2 separate regions of the Acanthopagrus latus genome follow, and region 2 is linked to region 1. Evidence: chromatin contacts called from public Hi-C data. All regions are on one chromosome and are shown on one strand. The core of a region is the stretch at or near the end of the contact, and the rest is flanking DNA. Distances in the headings are between cores, read along the strand shown.

Region 1 (6,996 bases), core at 2,064-4,563:
TGCTGTCAGCGCGAGCTTCGGGTCAGAACCGGTTTGTGTGAACGTCCGGAACCGAGTGTGTACCGAGTCTGAACAGAGACCACTCAGTGCTGGACTGGATTGTTACAGCAGCAGATAGAACATCCTGTTAGCTTAGCTTCAGCCAGAATGTGCTGAACAGTACGTAGTTGCTACCACGCATGCGTGATAGATCGTTAGCCATACGGCGAGCGAAGAAGGCCAAAATAAATATACAGAAATGGAGGAAATAACAGCTGTTATAAATATAAATGTGTATTACTCACAGTGTGGAACATGACGTCACTCTGATCAGTTTGTCACATATGATCACACAGTGTCAAACAAACACATTAACACGTGACACACAGCAACCAATCACAACCATCTTATTATCATTATTATTATTATTATTATTATTATTATTATTATTATTATTATTATTATTACTACTACAGCAGGGACAGAACCAACGTGTCACTGTGTCAGCGTCACACTGGGCCCTGACTGGCTATGATGTGATGCTGAACTGAGGTGTCTCCTCCTCCTCCTCCTCCTCCTCAGGTGGATGTGAGAGCACTTGGTGAAGAGAGGACAGTGGATGCACATGCTCAGTGTGTAATGTTGTCATTCAGTGGTCTGGTGCTGATCAGGGATCAGTTGTTATTGAGCTTTGGACTCCAGCAACTCGTGATGAAGCTGATGATGACGGCAGCGATTGACCCCGTCCACCGCCACCCACCATTACACAGCGACCAATCACAGCAGGCGATCGAGACTCCAGGAAGCTCCGTCTGCTGACAATGACGAGATGTCGCACAACCTCGAGACAAGACCAGGTCCAGAGACTCTGCACACACACACACACACACACACACACACACACACACAGTTCAGCTTCTTGATTCTGACAGTTTGTGATAATAGAAAATAAAAAGTCTGAACTACATGAAGTCAGCTATGACTCTCAGGGTGCTCTTCACCAGCAATCAAAGAACTTCACATGAACACTGAAGCTGTGAACACTCGCTACATTACTCCTGAGGCTCATGGGTAATGTAGTGTTAGGAGACAGACACAGTATGACAAACACACAATCAGACAGACAATCAGACAGGTACTGACTGCTGTATGTGGTGAGACAGGCTCTCAGTTTGAATCCTCTCTCTGTTCCACTGCAGTTGATGATTTCTGGTTGGCTGCAGCCCAGCTCCACGTAGCCCCGCCCCTGGCCACGCCCACTGCCTACATTACAACCAAAACACTGGAGACAGCCTCCTGGCACAGGCACACACACACACACACACACTTTAAAGATAAATAATGTGTCTGTATAAACCTGCTCAGGTTACATGATGTCATTCAGGTCACATGACCTGCTGTTTAATGTGCATCAGTGTGTTGAAGCTGACTGAAAGCTTTAGTGTCACTCAGGTCTTAAAGGTCAGAGGTCAGCACTGTTAGCTGCTCATGCTAACACTGAATCACATTAACATTTAACTGAGAACACCTGCAGGTCACACATTAAAAATAAACCTCTAGACCAAGAACACACACACACACACACACACACACACACACACACACACACACACACACACACAGTCTGTACAAACACACTCCGTACAAACACATCCATCAATACCTTTAGTGATCATTGATAACTGACTAATCATCTGACAGCAGCTCTTACACTCAACTATTAATCAATCACATCTTCATCTTCTTCATCTTCGTCATCACTTTCAACTAAACTAAACAGTGAGAACAGACGGCGCTCATCAAACATCAAACTTCTGATCATTATTATTGATTACTGATGAGGACTTTAATTATAGAAACTGTTTCTGACACGTTACAGATAATATGAGGTGTATGCATGTGTGTGTGTATGTGTGTGTGCGTGTGTGTGCGTGTGTGTGTGCACCTGTCTTACCTTGCAGACGGATGAGAGACAGAGCAGTGAGACAGCAGAGGAGCAGCTGAGAGGACGACATGATGAAGACAGTGAACACAGAGCGCTGCGTCCTCGACCTGAACGCAGCCGGCGTCTGATTGGTGGAGGCTCCTCATGAGCCTGAAGGCAAACAGCTCATTAGCTCATTATTAATGTTATAATTAAGACAGAAACTGTTAATTTATGTGATCAGCACATTTGGCTCAGACATACAGGATTCAAATCATGCCTTTATTTAATGTCAGAGGAGCGTGATGTCTGTCAGGTTCTGAACATGTTGAACATGTTGTCATGAAATATGAAGCAAATATGATGTAAAGCATATGAACTACGTAGTAGAATATATGAATATATGAACGAGGGCAGAGATGAGTGATTCTACAAGGCTCATAGTTCTGACAGATGCAAGTTTAAATCATAAGATATAAAATAAATATAATTTAGTTTGTATCATTATTATCATTTTATTTATTTTTATTTGTTTTGTTTGCTTGTTTTCATTTATTAAGTTATTTATTTATTGGGAGCTTATAATAATAAGTGTGTTTCACAGTGGAAGTATATGCAATCCTGATGGCAGTGCAATGGACTGAGCAGATCCAGAACCATAAAGGGTTGATACTGTATGTAGTGACAGCTATCAATAGTATTGGGAAAGGATCATCAAAGAGTCTACAAGACCTTGTATATGATATTCTTCTGGCAGAGATGCTGAAAAGCAGAGAGGTAGAAATATCATCTGTATGGGTCCCAGCTCGTGTACGTATTGCAACAAATGAAAAGGTTGATAAGTTGGCCAAGGAAGCTGCTCAAAAGGAAATCATAGATGTCAACATAAATCTATCAAAGGTGGACGGTAAAAGTATTGTGTGGCAGGAAATAAACAAACAAACACACACACACACACACACACACACACACACACACACACACACACACAATTCAGCTCTGGGAGCAAGAAAACAAAGGAAGGCACCTATTCTCAATATCTGGTAGAGTAAGTGGCTCACTTAACGTTTGTTAAAGAGGGGGATTAGATGTAAGGAAGAAGATATTATTTTAGAATGAGGATTGGTCACACGTTTCTGAACAGCGCTTCATTTATTTAAGGAAAACACCAGAGTGGCTTGTGTTTCTGTCAGGAACCTGAGACAGTGTAACTTGCTTTGATTTCCTGTAGAAATTATGACCGCCAAAGACAAGAACTACTCAGAGAACTGCGAGAAATTGGATTGGAAGAAGTATCTCTGAAAAGTATTTTAGAAGTCAAGCGGGAGGGGAAAACGCTGTTTCTCTCACTGGTCTGTGTAGCAGGATATAGTGCACTACGGTGTTAGTCCCATAGATGGCAGCAATGCAACTTTTGGATGCCAGCTGCTGTAAAACCCAGAAGAAGAAGGAGAAGAACCTGAAGCGGGAGTAGGAGGAGGACAGCCGTATCTCGGTCTGCCGTTAGTGTACAGTTAAAAACGATTTCTGTCTCCATGGCAACCCGCAGGGTAGTGCAGGTGTACCTGGACCTGCTGTCGCAGCCGTGCCGGGCGGTGCACATCCTGCTGAACTGCAACAAGATCCCGCACACCGTCCGAACCGTGGCTCTGAGGAAAGGTGAGCTGCTGGCAGGCTGGCTGGTTAACCAACAGACTAACTGGCTGGTTAACTAACAGACTAACTGGCTGGTTAACCAACAGACTAACTGGCTGGTTAACCAACAGACTAACTAGCTGGTTAACTAACAGACTAACTGGCTGGTTAACTAACCGTGCTGAGGTCAGTCAGTAGTCTTCGCTGTTTCTACCCTCCGCCCTGGTGAACTTCGACCCACATATCAGCTCTTATCGCTGCTCACCGGTCTTCATTCAGTTTGTGACCGTTTTAAACTTTCTTTAAGAGTTATACAAACGTGTCATACACGTCACGATGTTCTTCTGATGAGTTCACTCATCAAATAAACACAAGAAGCGTTCAGTTACATTAAAATGGCCGTTTCTATCGGGATCTGTGTTAAGCTGAAGTTTCTCTTTATAAAGTGAGTTTGTCAGTGTGGCTGCTGAACAGCACGCAGGGAACATTAAACTGCGTGATTTCTGAACGTATTTTGATTCGACCTGATCTTCACTGTGTGCAGGAGAGAACAGGACCCCAGAATTCACCAAGCTGAACCCCATGAACAGAGTTCCTGTGATGGAGGACAACGGCTTCGTTCTCACAGAGAGGTACACACACACACACAGGTACACACACACACAGGTACACACACACGCACAGGTACACACACACGCACACACACACACACACACAGGTACACACACACGCACAGGTACACACACACGCACAGGTACACACACACACACACACACAGGTACACGCACACGCACACAGGTACACACACACGCACACAGGTACACGCACACACACACACACACACAGGTACACGCACACACACACACACAGGTACACACACACACACACACAGGTACACACACACACTCACAGTGTGGTCAAAGTGTGTGTGTGTGTGACAGTGACGCCATCCTGAAGTACCTGGCAGCTAAGTACAAGGTCCTGGAGCACTGGTATCCACGGCAACCAGAGAAACGAGCCAGAGTGGACGAATACACAGCCTGGCATCACAACAACACACGGCCACACGCTGCTAAAGTGTTCATACTAGAGGTACACACACACAAATACTTAAGTTTGTTACTGTCTCTATCTGACTTTGTATTTTGATTGTATTTATATTTGAATGTTGCTGCTATGATAATCTATTAATAAAGTTATCTATCCATCTAAATTTAAAGTTATTCCTCTTCAGTCACACCTGTCTGTCTCCATCTCCACCTGTCTGTCTCAGGTGCTTCTCCCAGCTCAGACCGGCTCCCCGGTGGACGAGGGGCGTTTGATTCGCGCTCTGTCTCAGCTTGATGAGACTCTAGACAAACTGGAGTCCATGTTCCTCCGCAGACAGCCCTTTTTGTGCGGCGATGACATCACTGTGGCAGACCTGCTTGCGGTCTGTGAGGTCATGCAGGTCAGCCACTCCAATTGGTTTACAAATTGATCAGCTGTGGTGCTCAGTTATTGGTTGCTGGTTCTGAGCATGCTCAGTATGTCTCTGCAGCCGATGGGCGGGGACAGAGACATCCTGAAGGATCGTCCTCAGCTGCAGCGCTGGAGGAGCAGAGTTCAGTCTGCTGTTGGCGAGTCCTTCGACCAGGCGCACGCCGTCCTGTATGCCCTGAGAGACCGCCGCAAAGCCAAGCTGTGACATCACACATGTGGGCGGAGCCAACAGACACCTGCTGCCTGACCGAGGGAGGAGCCAATCACCATCAAGAGAAACTGAGCTGATGAACAGGTGTCTGAGTGTCTGCCCTACTGTTTAATTAAAACATAGATCAATAATATGACTGATTAGTCACAAACAAACTAACTGTTTGGAATCACTGATGATTTATGTGTTTCAATTCTGGTTACGCTCAGCGTGAGAAATAAAAAAAGTCCTGACAGTGAATTGTGCCTTATGCTGAGAGACAGACGAGTGAGGGGCAGACAGGTGAGGGGCAGACAGGTGAGGGGCAGACAGGTGAGGGGCAGACGAGTGACTGACGTGTTTCTAAATAATCATCAGTTTGTTTGTAAATATTTAAAATCATGTTTGTAATGAAGAGAATCAAAGTTATTTTTTGTCAGTTATTTATTGATTCATTGATTTGTCTCTGTCACCTTCTTGTCACCATGTTAACAGGAACTCTGAGCTGATGTTCTGGTTTTTAAGTTTGTTTCAGTTCCATCTTATCGTCGACTAATTGAAGCAAGACGGTTAAAAATAAAAAACTTTATTAGAAAATAAACTTATTTACAGTTTTGCAGTAGTGAGCTAGTGTGGATCCAATTGGCCTTCTACAGTGGGGCAGGGGGCGGGGCTTGGCTCCGTTTGGCCGGATGGTCCTCAACCTCTTCCTCGACTCGTCTTCGTTTCCGCCCGACACCTCCAGCTGCTGCTGGTCCCGCCACTTGCTGAGTGGAGGGGATGTGGGCGGAGTTATTAATTCAGGGGAGGGGTTATTTCACTGACACAACAATTGAGTGAATGAGTGTGTGTGGATGTGGTTACCATGACAGCATCATCATCATCATCATCATGGTACATCAGTCTGTGAGCTGTCCGCACCATCACCTGATCCTGAACACATCACAGTCATTCTGATGACAGCACTATGACATCATCAGGCCACAGATGACATCATCAAACAGTTTCCACCATCATTCTGACAGGAAAGTGATGATACGTTTTGTTAGTCTGCAGGACTGGTACCTGTAGCCAGGGATGCTGCAGAGCCTCGTCGATCGTCATCCTCTTACTGGGATCAACAACCAGCAGCTTCCTCACCACATCCTTTGCTGTAACCATGGAAACACACACTGAGAACTGTACGAGTATTACATGAGTACCACAGTAGTATTGCCGTAGTACCTTGGTCAGAAATGTTTCTCCACTTGGATGGAACCATGGTGAACTCTCCACTGATTATCTGCTCTGTGATCGAATGATTCCCAAAATCCTCGTGGAATGGTGGATAACCACCAAGACTGAGAGAGAGACAGAGAGAGAGACAGAGAGAGAGATTAACAACCAGTGAAAAACTAGACACAGACAGACCTCCAGGTCAGTCAGCTGTTGATCAGACAGATTGACAGGAGTGAGACCGGTGTCTGAGGGCTGCTGAGCCTACCAGACGAAGAGCAGGACCCCGAGGCTCCAGGCGTCCACGGCGAGGCCGTACCCTGTGGTGGAGGCGTGAGTGAAGACTTCAGGAGCGAGGTAAGATGGAGTCCCACACAGAGTCCTCATCAACATGGCCTCCTCCAGGATCCTGGACTGGTTGAAGTCTGTCACCTGACATATACACACACACAGGTGTCACTGTGACAGCAGGATGAGGATGATGAGGATGAAGGTGTGTGTACCTTGATGAGACAGATGTCTTCCTGAGAGGACAGCAGGACGTTCTCTGGTTTCAGGTCTCTGTGGATGA
Region 2 (6,996 bases), core at 2,122-4,621, 180 kb after region 1:
CCACGTCTTGTTGAGGAATTATTTCACGTTCAGGTTAAGTATTGTTCACGTTTTATTTATCTGTATTTTGTATCCTCGAGAAGAGTGATTTTGATTTGTAATTTCTGGTCAGCATTTTGAGTTGTAGTTTGAGTTTTGATAGCCTTTCTTTTCCTCGTAACGAGTGAATTTTTGTTGGTTAACTTTATTAAGAAAGAGTAGATAATTTTCATAGCCTCTGAGCTTTCTCTTCGGAGATCTTTTATTTTGTTAACTTTGATATTTATGTATATATTCAAGAATAGTGCAGGTTTTCCTCCTACGGGAGCGCTTTCAGTTTTTCTGTGTTTCATGTTGTTTGTCTTGTTCGTCACGCAGAGTTTCATAGAGTTTTATTTGTCATTCATTCTGGAGAGTTACAAATTCAGATTAATAAAGCTTGACACTACTTCTGCCATTCCTGCATCTGAGTCCTCTTTTCTGCCCAAGCCTGACAGTCTGACCCTTTTCAGCCTTCTGCCCCCCCACTGACAAATCACCTTTGTCCAGAGATTTCTCAAGCACCATGCTCGTTGGTCGGCCATACTCGAAGGTGACGATGATGTCATCGACGACCTCCAGACTCTTATTCCAGGACAGTGTGATGTTGGCCAATAGGGGCTCAGGATACCTGGACCATGTGACTGTCTGCCAGTAGGTGATTAGTCCTCCCCGCTCCCTGTCTCCCATTAGCTGTGGAGGGTGAGACAGGTCTGGGCTGGACGCATCACACTCATCGCTGCACAGGTATGGATTCTCCTGCAGAACAGCAAACAACAGAATCCAGTTTATTTAAAGTCATAGTGGAAAATGTATGAGATTATTTGATCTTTTACAATATTCTGATGGTTGAAATATGTCAGTGGTTCAGTCCCTAACACTTTCTATGAGGCCCACGTCTATAATGCATTATAACAAATTATGAACATACTTATGTGTTATAATGTGTCAACAGTGCTGTACAGAACACATGTTAAAAAGTAAAAAATTCAGATTGATTCAGCTCCACCCACACTTTACCTCTTTGCTCTGTTTTAGATTAGCCTACTGGTGACATCACAGAGACTGTGTCCATGTTTTATATCTCTGTGGTTTACAAGCTGTATGTAGTGCATATGTGAGGTGGGGCACCAACTGTATGTTGGAGCTCCTGCTGTATGAGGTGGAGCACCTGATGAATGAGGAGGAGCACCTGCTGTATTCAGCCACATGATCCAACACAGTTGAATGGAGAGAGAGAGCGAGAGAGAGAGGGGGGGTGGGGGGCTGTCCCACTAACATACTTGTGCAGTGTGTGATGGATTAACACTGAAGTTAATCTGATCAGTGTGTGTGAGAGGCTTATCTTTTGACTTTAGCTGCAGCTGCCAGCTGCTATAGTACAACTAATCTACACCTAAACATTTAACTAGCTGACTGTAATTGTAACTGACTGTAGCTGACTATTACTATGACTAACTATAACTAACTGTAACTGACTGTAACTAACTGTCACTGACTGTAACTGTAACTATCTATAACTAACTGTAACTGACTGTAACTAACTGTAACTGACTGTAACTGTAACTATCTATAACTAACTGTAACTGGCTGTAACTAACTGTAACTGACTGTAACTGTAACTATCTATAACTAACTGTAACTGACTGTAACTGTAACTATCTATAACTAACTGTAACTGACTGTAACTAACTGTAACTGACTGTAACTGTAACTATCTATAACTCACTGTAACTGACTGTAACTGTAACTATCTATAACTAACTGTAACTGACTCTAACTAACTATAACTCACTGTAACTGACTGTAACTGTAACTATCTATAACTAACTGTAACTGACTCTAACTAACTATAACTCACTGTAACTGACTGTAACTGCAACTATCTATAACTAACTGTAACTGACTGTAACTAACTAACTATAACTAACTGTAACTGACTGTAACTGACGTTAACTAACTGTAAATAACTGTCACTGGCTATAACTGTAACTAAATATAACTGTAACTGACTATAACAAAAATTGACTATAACTATAACAAACTGTAAGTTAAACTTATAACAAGCCTGTTACACCAAATGCATTTGTGAAGAATCCAAAGTAAATGTTTCTAACATTCAGTCAAACTGTATTATTAAAGTGATTATTATAACCAGTCCATCATTACTTTCCATCTGATCGTAGAGATGCAGCATCATTAAACTGATGGTTTTATGTTCAGGTTCAACAAGATGTGTAGTTGCTCTTTAAATGGGGTCAAATGTAAACTTTTTGTTGTCATTATATTTTTGCTTCATTACATCTGTTGCATTTATCAATAATTCAGAAATGTCTTTGGTTTCCCAAAGGAACAATTACACAGACAGCAGGAAGTGTGTGTGCATGTGTGTGTGTGTGTGTTCCTGGAATGATTGGCAGGAGAGACTTTAATCTCTTTATGTGTAATAGATCACAGTATTGGCCTGAATATAAGATATATTGTAATAGGGTTAGTTATGTTTGGAGACCATAAATCATGAGATATCTGTTCTGACTCTGAATCCTACACACTGTGTTTATTATGGGTATTATAGGTAGAGTCTATTAGAGTCTGTTGAATTTGTTAGAGTCCGTTAGTACTGAAAGTGTTCAGTTGTTCCAGCTGAACCTGCAGGACTCTTTAAACAGCCTGAATCATCTGCTGGCACTGACTGACCGTCATCAGTTAAAACTGAGGTCAGTTATCAGGCACATTTATTCTTTGATGAGGACAAGTTTGCACCTGAACGACACTCAACACAAATATAAACACGACACTTTTTTTTCTGCTCGCTGTTTTCACAAGTTGAAGAATGGCAGATGTGAATGTGGTGATCCTCAAGTGACATGTTTACATGTGGTCTGTGATTGTGAGGCTGGATGGATGTACTAACAAACTCTCAGAAACAACTTTGGAGACAACGTGTGTTGAACGGAATCAACGGGCAGCAGCTGAGGTGGACTTTCCTTCAGTCAGCATGTCAACTTCACGTGTTACTGTGAGCCAGCCAAACACATCTCTATCATAATCATGCTATTGGTTTATAGTGTTCAGGTGTGTTTGTGTGTTCAGGTGTGTATGACTGACCAGTGTGCAGAATCTCTCTGGTGGGTTTCCACATGTGATTCCGGGGGGGTCAACTCTGATCTGCATCACCTCCTTCATGTTGGCAGGTGGAGGCTGACAAGCATAAAACTCCCATCCAGGCCCCGCCTCTGAGCCACGCAGTGACCGACACACATCAAACTGACCACCAGTCTGACACCGGCCAAACACAGGCAGGAGGAGGAGGAGGAGGAGGAGGAGGAGGAGATGGGGGTGAAGATGAGACATGGTGGCCAGAGTGTCAGACAGACAGGAAGTTCATCAGGAGGTCAAAAGTACCTCACACATTTTTATCTTGGGATTCAAACAGGTGGTTGTCATGGTGGCCAGCCGGTTATCTTCTTATCGTCATGGTTACCAGGTGAAAATAATCCTGAAGATGCTCCACCCACCAACAGGCTGCAACAAAAACATCAGTGAAACCAGTGAAACCAGAACGTCTGTCCCTTCAGTCTCTTTGTGTTATGATATTCTGTCTCTCACCATAAAATCTATTAAGTATCGGTACTGGAGCTTTTACTGCTGTGATATACTACAGTGGTATATCACTATAATATGCTACTGTGATATATATATATTACTGTGATATACTACAGTGGTATATCACTATAATATGCTACTGTGATATATATATTACTGTGATATACTACAGTGGTATATCACTATAATATGCTACTGTGATATATATATTACTGTGATATACTACAGTGGTATATCACTATAATATACTACTGTGAAATACTACTGTGATATACTATAGTGGTATATTACTATGATATACTATTGTGATATATTACTGTGATATACTACAGTGGTATATCACTATAATATACTACTGTGAAATACTACTGTGATATACTATAGTGGTATATTACTATGATATACTATTGTGATATATTACTGTGATATACTACAGTGGTATATCACTATAATATACTACTGTGAAATACTACTGTGATATACTACAGTGGTATATTCCTATGATATACTATTGTGATATATTACTGTGATATACTACTGTGATATATTATTGTGATATATTGCTGTTATATACTACAGTGGTATATTAATCTGATATATTACTGTGATATACTATTGTGTTATAGTACTGTTATATATTACTGTGATATACTACTGTGACATGTTAGTGTGATATACTACTGTGGCATGTTAGTGTGATATACTACTATCAGTATTTCCCATAAATTGACGAGACTGTGGCAGCCCGCTGTGTGCGGGTCTATGTGCCGCTCCGAAGCAGTCATGAATTAGTTACAAAATGACAAAACTGTCGCCTATGACTGACTGTTGTGAGTCTGTTCAATGGTGACTTGAACCACCACCACCACCATAGTCTCAGAAAATACTGTGGGAAACACTGTACTATGATATATTACTGTGATATACCACAGTGGTATATTACTGTTATATACTACAGTGGTATATTACTATGATATACTATTGTGATATATTACTGTGCTACAAATATAATAATATATGTCTGTCTGTCTTTGTCTCTCTCGATGTCTGTCTGTCTGTCTGTCTGTTTGTTGTTTGTTTGCGTGTGATTTGATGAAAATATGATTAAACTGAGACTCTGAGACTTTGCTGCTTGTCTTCTTCTTCTCCGTCTTTATTAAAATGTTTGACCTCACAAACAACCTCCACCACTCACATGCTTCTCATCTTTTATCTCTGTGTCGTACACTCAGTGGCCACTTTATGAGGAACACATGTACAGTTTGTCTGTAAGTCTGACGGTCTGTTCACAGCTTTTCAGGGCATTTAGATCCGGTAGTCAGAATATTAGGAACCCCCTGAATATGTTAAAGTCCAGTTGTAATTAAACAAAAGTAACATCATCATAAACATCACAAACATTGTATACATGACTGACAATAAAGTCTTCCTTAAAGTCATTTTATGACACTGAAGCTGAAACAAACTGAACAAGTGTTTATAATAAAGTGGCCAAACACATTTTCTGTTATCTTTTTACACAATACACCTGTCCGTCTATATCCACCTGTCTGTCTATATCTGTTCCTACCTGTCTGTTTCTATGTGACTCTCTGTCTGGTGTTTCTGATCTCTGTTTCTACCTGTCTCTCTGCTTGTCTCTCTTTCTGTTACCTGTTGTATTGTTTCCTGTCTGTCTATCAGTGAGTTACTCACCTGTCTGTCTGCAGTTTGCCTTTAGGTTGATTCTTGATGAGTAAACAAATGACAAATTGCTGATCGTCCTTCTTCTTCCTCTTCTTCTTATTCTTCTGTTCTTCTTTTTATCTTTTCTAATCTCCTCTGCTCTCCTCCTCTAGATAAACCTCAGAGCTCAACACCTCGCTACCTCTCTCTCTCTCTCTCTCTCTCTCTCTCTCTCCACTGTACTGTAGCTCTACCTCTCTCTCTCTCTCTCTCTCTCTCTCTCCACTGTACTGTAGCTCTCTCTCTCTCTCTCTCTCTCTCTCTCTCTCTCTCTATCTCTCTCTCTCCACTGCAGCTCTACCTCTCAATTCAATTCAATTAAGTTCAGTTCAGTTCAGTTCACTTCAATTCAGTATGCTTTATTGGCTTGAATGTCAGGTGAACAATATTGCCAAAGATTCAAGGATTATACACTGGAAATACAATTCATTAAATAAAACAAAATAGATAGACAAAAAGGAAAAATGGCAGAAAACCCATAAACATGTGTTGTGTGTGTGTGTGTCTGTGTTTGTTTGCATGTGTGTGTGTGTGTGTAACATTAGTGCCATCCCATTCCTAACTCATAGAATTCAATATGATGTCGGTCCACCTTTTGCAGCTATTACAGCTTCAACTCTTCTGGGAAGACTGTCCACAAGGTTGAGGAGAGTGTTTATAGGAATTTTTGACCATTCTTCCAAAAGCGCATTGGTGAGGTCACACACTGATGTTGGTCGAGAAGGCCTGGCTCTCAGTCTCCGCTCTAATTCATCCCAAAGGTGTTCTATCGGGTTCAGGTCAGGACTCTGTGCAGGCCAGTCAAGTTCATCCACACCAGACTCTGTCATCCACGTCTTTATGGACCTTGCTTTGTGCACTGGTGCACAGTCATGTTGGAAGAGGAAGGGGCCCGCTCCAAACTGTTCCCACAAGGTTGGGAGCATGGAATTGTCCAAAATGTTTTGGTATCCTGAAGCATTCAATGTTCCTTTCACTGGAACTAAGGGGCCAAGCCCAGCTCCTGAAAAACAACCCCATACCATAATTCCTCCTCCACCAAATTTCACAGTTGGCACAATGCAATCTGAAATGTACCGTTCTCCTGGCAACCTCCAAACCCAGACTCGTCCATCAGATTGCCAGATGGAAAAGCGTGATTCATCACTCCAGAGAACGCGTCTCCACTGCTCTAGAGGCCAGTGACGGCGTGCTTTACACCATTGCATCCGACGCCTTGCATTGCACTTGGTGATGTGTGGCTTGGCTGCAGCTGCTCGGCCATGGAAACCCATTCCATGAAGCTCTCTGCGTACTGTACTTGGGCTAATCTGAAGGTCACATGAAGTTTGTAGCTCTCTAGCAATTGACTGTGCAGAAAGTCGGCGACCTCTTTGCACTATGCGCTTCAACATCCGCTGACCCCTCTCCGTCACTTTACGTGGCCTACCACTTCGTGGCTGAGTTGCTGTTGTTCCCAAACGCTTCCATTTTGTTATAATAGAGCTGACAGTTGACTGTGGAATATTTAGGAGCGAGGAAATTTCACGACTGGATTTGTTGCACAAGTGGCATCCTATGACAGTTCCACGCTGGAATTCACTGAGCTCCTGAGAGCGGCCCATTCTTTCACAAATGTCTTGTTTCACAGTCTGCATGCCTGAGTGC

What was found. A called contact is a pair of places that touch in the nucleus more often than the background predicts.
Region 2: a contact with region 1 is called in a Hi-C map of muscle, with 4 times the contacts expected there. The contact joins the promoter of LOC119019304 here to the promoter of gstt2 in region 1. A contact is called at or near these places in 2 of 4 Hi-C or Micro-C datasets (both in muscle).

The regions. Positions count from the first base shown.
Region 1 is chr5:31,160,702-31,167,697 of fAcaLat1.1, forward strand. gstt2 (glutathione S-transferase theta-2) reads left to right here and starts at 3,314. Exons shown (of 6, transcript XR_005074920.1): 1 at 3,314-3,562; 2 at 4,083-4,188; 3 at 4,480-4,630; 4 at 4,812-4,988; 5 at 5,079-5,498; 6 at 5,529-5,639. It overlaps chek2 (serine/threonine-protein kinase Chk2), which reads right to left. Exons shown (of 15, transcript XM_037097199.1): 10 at 6,929-6,996; 11 at 6,694-6,857; 12 at 6,435-6,550; 13 at 6,276-6,361; 14 at 6,075-6,143; 15 at 5,781-5,977. The coding sequence ends at 5,861. LOC119019030 (WD repeat-containing protein 5-like) reads right to left here and starts at 156. Exons shown (of 14, transcript XM_037097207.1): 1 at 1-156.
Region 2 is chr5:31,338,387-31,345,382 of fAcaLat1.1, forward strand. It overlaps LOC119019304 (mucin-5AC-like), which reads right to left and starts at 3,372. Exons shown (of 12, transcript XM_037097761.1): 1 at 3,127-3,372; 2 at 519-777. The coding sequence starts at 3,372.